2 separate regions of the Mus musculus genome follow, and region 2 is linked to region 1. The links are chromatin contacts, called in public HiChIP or PLAC-seq maps. All regions are on one chromosome and are shown on one strand. The core of a region is the stretch at or near the end of the contact, and the rest is flanking DNA. Distances in the headings are between cores, read along the strand shown. Region 1 overlaps Sirpa (signal-regulatory protein alpha). Region 2 overlaps Tgm3 (transglutaminase 3, E polypeptide).

What was found. HiChIP or PLAC-seq counts read pairs in DNA pulled down with a chosen protein or histone mark.
Region 2: a contact with region 1 is called in an H3K27ac HiChIP or PLAC-seq map of acute myeloid leukemia, with 4 times the contacts expected there. The contact joins two enhancer-like sites. A contact is called at or near these places in 1 of 484 Hi-C or Micro-C datasets (epidermal suprabasal cells), 1 of 115 datasets of contacts at active chromatin or transcription factors (acute myeloid leukemia) and 1 of 9 other capture datasets (embryonic stem cells).

What each region holds. Positions count from the first base shown.
Region 1 is chr2:129,631,817-129,635,151 of GRCm38.p6, forward strand. It overlaps Sirpa (signal-regulatory protein alpha), which reads left to right. Exons shown (of 9, transcript NM_001355158.1): 9 at 1-412. Among named protein-coding and RNA genes, the nearest start is that of Sirpa, 41 kb to the left of the region's middle. Within about 2 kb of position 1,790, at least 153 of the 459 cell types and tissues checked have an H3K27ac peak or open chromatin away from gene starts, as enhancers often do. A contact at or near this core is called in acute myeloid leukemia and epidermal suprabasal cells, where this site is marked.
Region 2 is chr2:130,039,413-130,042,483 of GRCm38.p6, forward strand. Tgm3 (transglutaminase 3, E polypeptide) reads left to right here. Exons shown (of 13, transcript NM_009374.3): 10 at 2,345-2,653. Among named protein-coding and RNA genes, the nearest start is that of Mir6339, 25 kb to the left of the region's middle. Within about 2 kb of position 1,284, at least 28 of the 459 cell types and tissues checked have an H3K27ac peak or open chromatin away from gene starts, as enhancers often do. A contact at or near this core is called in acute myeloid leukemia and epidermal suprabasal cells, where this site is marked.

The DNA.
Region 1 (3,335 bases), core at 540-3,039:
TTGTCCGGGCCATGTTCTTGGGCTGTCTTCTAATTCCAAAGGGTTGGTTGGTAAAGCTCCACCCCCTTCTCCTCTGCCTAAAGACATCACATGTGTATACACACACGGGTGTATAGATGAGTTAAAAGAATGTCCTCGCTGGCATCCTAATTTTGTCTTAAGTTTTTTTGGAGGGAGAAAGGAACAAGGCAAGGGAAGATGTGTAGCTTTGGCTTTAACCAGGCAGCCTGGGGGCTCCCAAGCCTATGGAACCCTGGTACAAAGAAGAGAACAGAAGCGCCCTGTGAGGAGTGGGATTTGTTTTTCTGTAGACCAGATGAGAAGGAAACAGGCCCTGTTTTGTACATAGTTGCAACTTAAAATTTTTGGCTTGCAAAATATTTTTGTAATAAAGATTTCTGGGTAACAATAATGCCTTGGGGGTGTTCCATTTTGTCTTTGAAGCTCTGTCCTTGGAGTCTGCCAGTTGCCTGTCCTCTGGGGCTGGGGGTGAGGATGAACTGTGCCAAGGCTTCAAAACATTCTGTGTAACTTGGTCTACGCTAGGTTTTACAGAAGTTCTGTTCCCTTGGCTCAGACAGAGTCATGGTTGCATCGGTTGTGCTGAAAATTCAGACAGACTTTCTCTACTACTTCAGTGTTGTGGGGGATTTGGACAGTTCACCCACCCGCTCGCTACCTCCGGGACCTTGGCTGTACAATAGGGTTTAATTGTGCCCCTCCCAAGGTTCCCTGGGGATTAAAGAAAGGATCACCCCGTGCTGCATGCAGGTCTGCATTGAGTGTTGAGCTGTGCCTCTCTACCTGCCCAATGGGGCTGATGACCATGGCATAGGCTTTCCATGGCTACAGTAAAGCACTGTGACCAAAAGTGAGTCGGGGAGGAAAGGGTTTATTTTGTTGACATTTACACAACATCACTACACAACATCACAGTTCATCATAGAAGGACAAGAACTAATGCTGAGGCCATAGAGGAGTTATCCTGTAGCTTGGTGTTCCTTTAACCAGACCCGGACACTCCCCACCCCAGAAATTCGTACTCCCCCTTTAGTGTTCAGTCCCTAGACTGAGGGAGGCTTTAGCACACCTTGTGTGCTGGCTCTTTGTCACCATGACCAAACACCTGAAAGAATAATAACTTAAGGCTCTAGGTTTTAGAGATTTCTATCTGTGGTTAGCTGGCTCCATTCCTATGGGCCTGTGGCAAGACAGAACATGGCAGTCGGGGAGGAACATGTCATCAAAGGTCCCTTACCAGGAAGAAGGGTGGTAGGTCAGGGAACACTCTTCAAATACATGCCTCCAGTTACATGCTTTCTCCACCCAGGCCCCACCTCGCTGCTCCCACCACCTCCCACTAATGCCATCAAGTTATGAAACTCAGTGGAAGAGCCTGTTGATTAGGCCATAGTCCTCGTGGTCCGTCACTCTCCAGTGATTCCATCAGCCAACTGGAGGCCAGGCTTTCAACATATAAGTCGTCTGGAGAGACAAGTCATCTAAGGGATACAATGTGCCTGAGAGTCTTGTGATCTCTTGCATTCTTCAGTTCATGGAAACTTGGCAGAGATGGGTGCTGTGATGTCCATTTCACAGACAAGGAAATGAGGCTCAGAGAGGCAAAGACAAACTCCAGATCGTTGAGTTAATAACTATTTCTCAAGTTCCTGCTTGGAAGCAGGCCTTCTACAAAATTCTGAGAATGCAGTGGTGACGAAGGATGGGCCACACCCATATGAGCTCATGGAGTGGGAGGAAGTGAGAGCGGCTGCCAGTCCGAACAGCAGTGCTGAGCCTGCCCATGGCTGCTTACAGAATGAGAACATCAGTCAGGGAACAAGGGTCCCCTGCAGGAGGGCAGGCCCTGCTGCCAAGAGGAAATGGGTGCCCTCGGGCTTTTAAGAAAGGAATGTGAGAGGAAAAAAGTCAAAGTTTGAGATAGGGAATGTTAACATTTCCTAAGGTGATAAACCAGACCTAGAGAGGCAAAACTTACAAATTGGAAACATATCATAGTTTTATAAAATCTGGACCTTAATCAAGCAGCATAAACAAGCTCGGGTGTATTTCATGTCAGGACTGAGTTATCCTTTAGTAATGCTTTAAACAGTGCTCCACTGTTGGAATGAGAAGAAACACTCCCTCCTTTTGCCTTACTTCTGAGTTTAGGATACCTTTTTCTTATCAGATGGAAATACGAGGGCTTTGCTAAGCCTGCATGAGGTGAAGCAGCTTCCCAGATAGGAAACCCCCAAGCTGAGGTCTAAATATTGAGTAAGGATGAGTCAGGTTGTGCAGGGGAGCCAGACTGAGGCAGAGACCAGCCTTCCCTGCAGGTCCTGGCCCTTATCAGAGCTGCACTCCCTTCCAAATTACTCTCCATCAGCCTCCCGACAGATTCAAAAATGGGTCCCCGGCTCTTTGTGCTTCTAAGCTCTGTCCAGAACACTCACTTTCTACTTGCCCTCCAATCTGGAGACTGGGCCTAGTTCATTTGTTATACATGCTACAGCTGTCTCACAATTCTCTGGAACCTCTATCACAGTTTGTAATTACACATAGACCTTGTGTTGGTTGATTCACATCCCTCTTCTGTAGTACCCTGGGTGCTGCCTGATAGTAGGTAGAGTAGTGGAGTATGTTCCTTGACGTAATTCCCATGACCAGCCCCTAGAAAGCATCCAGCAAATGTTTGTTTGAGAGGCGGGAGAATGGGTAGAAGAGTGGGAGGGTGGAGGATGAGCAGATGGGTGAGTTAATGATGGGTAGATAGATTGTTAGATAAAAGAATGGTTGGGGAAGTGGATGCATGTATACATGTAGTATGTATTCATGTATGTATGTATGTATGTATGTATGTATGTATGTATGTATGTATGTATGAGAAGAAAACCCAAGAAGGAAGAAAAAGAACTTACTTTGAAGCCTGCTTGATATCTTAGGAACACTAAGCTCCCTAACTGCCAGGTTAGAAGTTAGATTTAATCACTAGTCCCCTGACTTTTTCCATTGAGTTTATCTGTCATTTGTCATGGTCCTGGGTACATTATCCCAACTGGCAAGGAGCCAGTGATACTTGTCTAAGCCCTGGGTTCCTCTTCTTGGGAAGCTAGGGCTATTCATAGAAAACAGGATGAAAGAACACAACCATAGTCAAATAAACTCAGGAAACATTTTAGAGAGCATGAAGGTAAATATTTGAGTTGATATTTTAAACATGATACTAAATACAAGACATATTGTTGGGATGGAATAGATAACCTAACAGTTAAGGGCACTTGGTCTTCCATAGGACACAGGTTCAATTCCCAGCCATCAGTAACTCCAGTCCT
Region 2 (3,071 bases), core at 34-2,533, 410 kb after region 1:
CTAAAAATCAGACCGAATCTCCGACAACTGCTGACTATTGGTCAGTGTTCAAAGGAGAAAACTGTCTCTTGAAGGTGGAGTCTAACTCTGAGACCAGAGGTGTCCACTCTAGGTACCAGTGGATGGACACTTTGTGGTCTGTAAACACTGTTGAAATTCTCTGAAATAGAAATACACTTGTTTGAGAATGGTAGAACATTGGAAAGAGATCATGCCTGCTGTAATAAACTATCTGACAACTTTCACAGTCTGAGTGCCTACTCCAGGTACCCTGTAGATAAATCTCAGCAGATGGTGTCACTGGCGAGGCAGGTGCCAGGCTGGTAATTTCAATAGCATGGTGTAAGACAAGCATGGGGAACAGGAAACAATCCAGGACAGAAGGAGACTCTCATCCTACCTACCACTTATAACAGGCTTTGTATTATCTCTGATTTTCTTGTTCCCCGGCCAACCAAACAAGAATAGCAGTGTCTCTCTTGGGTTGGATTCCAATACAAAAATGCACACAGAGTAGAGTGTTTGGCACACAGTAAGGACTTAATGACTAGGATGGTGAGCTCCATCCATTTGGATACCTTCCCTTACCTTCCCTGGAATAACACCTTTCCACAGATTCTTTTGTTTATGTACTGCTGCTCTCCTGGCTGTATGAGCCTGTGACTTTCCCTACTACTCTCACATATTGATCCTGTGACTCTGAAGTCCTAGAAACCTTCTAAGCAATGGAGGGAAGCCTAGTAGGAAGCTCCCTCCAGGACTCTTGGCAGGACCTCTGCTCATGCGTGACAGCAGGATGGAACAGCTATCTGACGTTACCTACATCTTCTTGCCTAATAATGCCAGTTGGTCTCAGAGAGCCCCAGGCAGGAAAAGCTCATAAAAATGGGTTGCTAAGCATTTGCACAATAGCAATACTGCGGTGAGAAAACAGCAGCAGGAAGCATAGTCTTGAGTAAGCTCAGCAGGTGACCTATATAGGCTCTGGAACCTCCTTGTCCAAAGCCTGCTTCGGGGACTCACGCAAAGAGGCTCAGAGGCTCAGTAGAGCCTTCAGCTTTGGGTGTGGACTGACAGCTCAGTCAGAGAGGATGGAAGGGCAGTCAGAGGAACCTGACCCTCCGGGAGCTCTCAAGCTGGGTAATCTAGCCTCTTGCTTTCAGCAGGGTGGGTACAAGGGAGGAGCCTTAGACCAGGCTCCAGATCTCTGGAGATGAGTCCCTCCCTTTCTTCATCTAAATCCCAGAGTAGCCCAAACCAGTAGCTTCCCTTAGATTGCATGAGCCTCTGAAGTCCCTGCCAGGGAATTTACATAATTCATGGAAAGGACTCACTGACTTGGAGAGGACTTATCTTAAGCCTTCTGGTTTACTTTGAAACTTTCACAAGTTGGTTTTAGGAAAGCCTAAGGATCCATACATGCCAACATGGTCACTCTTCTGTCCTCTTGGGAGGCCAAGACCTTCTGCTGTATGGTACATGTGTCTGCAGGTCAAGGCCAGGAGCAGCCGGTGAACTGCTTAGTCAGCCTGAGCTTGGAGTTGTTTGCTCTGTTCCCAGTGTGCCGAGCCTTTAGGGTGTCACCAGTGCTGTCCTCTCACTACTTCTGCTGCCATAGTCAGCAGCACCTATAGAGTCAGGGAATGCACCCTTTGTTTGAGCCCTTGTGGTTTTTGAGACTCCAAACATCTCAGCAATTCAAACTAGCCATGACTTAGAACCTCATCAGCCTCAGGATGTTCTTGCTGACTTGCACAGACAAAAGTGTCACTTGCTGACTCTCAAAGTGCCTCTAGACACAGCCTGGGGAACGTGGGGACGGGATTTGGAGTTCTTCCTCCTGAGTCTGGCTTTGCTTATGGATTCATTCTCAATTCTCTCCATTCAGTTTTGTTGTCTGCTTTTAAATGATCGGTTTGTTCTTCAAGTCTCAGGAAAAGACCTTCCAGTCAAAGAACGAGAAAGGAAGTGAGAAAGAGATGGAAGGAAGGAGGGAGGAAGGGAGGTAGAAAATGAAAAAAAAAACTAACTTAAAACAAGGAAATAATGAAGCCCCATAGTAATGTTTGCAGAAACTGACCTAGCTTTCTCAGTGGCTTCCCAAGGGTATAGACTTGATTGAAAAGGGACCACAGCCCAGCTGGCCTGGAAGCCTTATACTAAGAAGGGTTAATGGAGACCTGACAAGATTAGACCCTTGCTGGGAGCATTTTGGACAGGTAGAAGTAGTGTCAATGTTAGATCTAGGCCACTTTCCAGGCGGGTCGCACTGTCCATTGTCTGAATTGCAGCTATATCTCTGAGGTACCCTTGTTTAGTTTTTGTTTCCCTCGCCAATGCACAGGTTCCAGTGAGGAAAGACAAGTGCACCAAAAGGCTTTGGACAAACTCAAACCTAACGCATCTTTCGGCGCAACATCTTCGAGGAATCCAGAAGGGGAAGACAAGGAGCCCAGCATTTCTGGGAAGTTCAAGGTCACGGGGATACTGGCAGTAGGCAAAGAAGTCAGTCTGTCCCTGATGCTCAAAAACATGACTAATGACAGGAAGACAGTGACGATGAACATGACAGCCTGGACCATCGTCTACAATGGTACCCTTGTCCACGAAGTGTGGAAGGACTCAGCCACAATATCCTTGGATCCTGAAGAAGGTAACTGACTCATCCTGTAGTTGGTGGGACTCAATCAATCTAGGGCCCAAAAGAGTTGCTCACTGATGGGATCCTACTGCTTCCCGTGAGTCGGTTGACTGTGGGCAGAGTAGTGAACAGCCTCCATGGGTAAAGCCTTAGTTCTGATGTTCTGGAAGCTGCTGTCTTATGAGCAAGGACAGTCACTGTGGTGGTAACTCCATGTTTGTTGTGCCCTGGCAAAGGAAGAAGGGAGGCTTCAGCAGTTCATAGCCACATCACAGTGCCCTGTACAGGTTTATGCCACCCTGCATGATTTTCAGATTGAATGTAACCTCATCTGACCTTCTTTAAAAAGGGGTGATTTCAAGCCTCATGTTATAGAATTGAACAGAAGGCTTCGGATACTTGTGACTCGCTTGTGCCATGGTGATTAAGG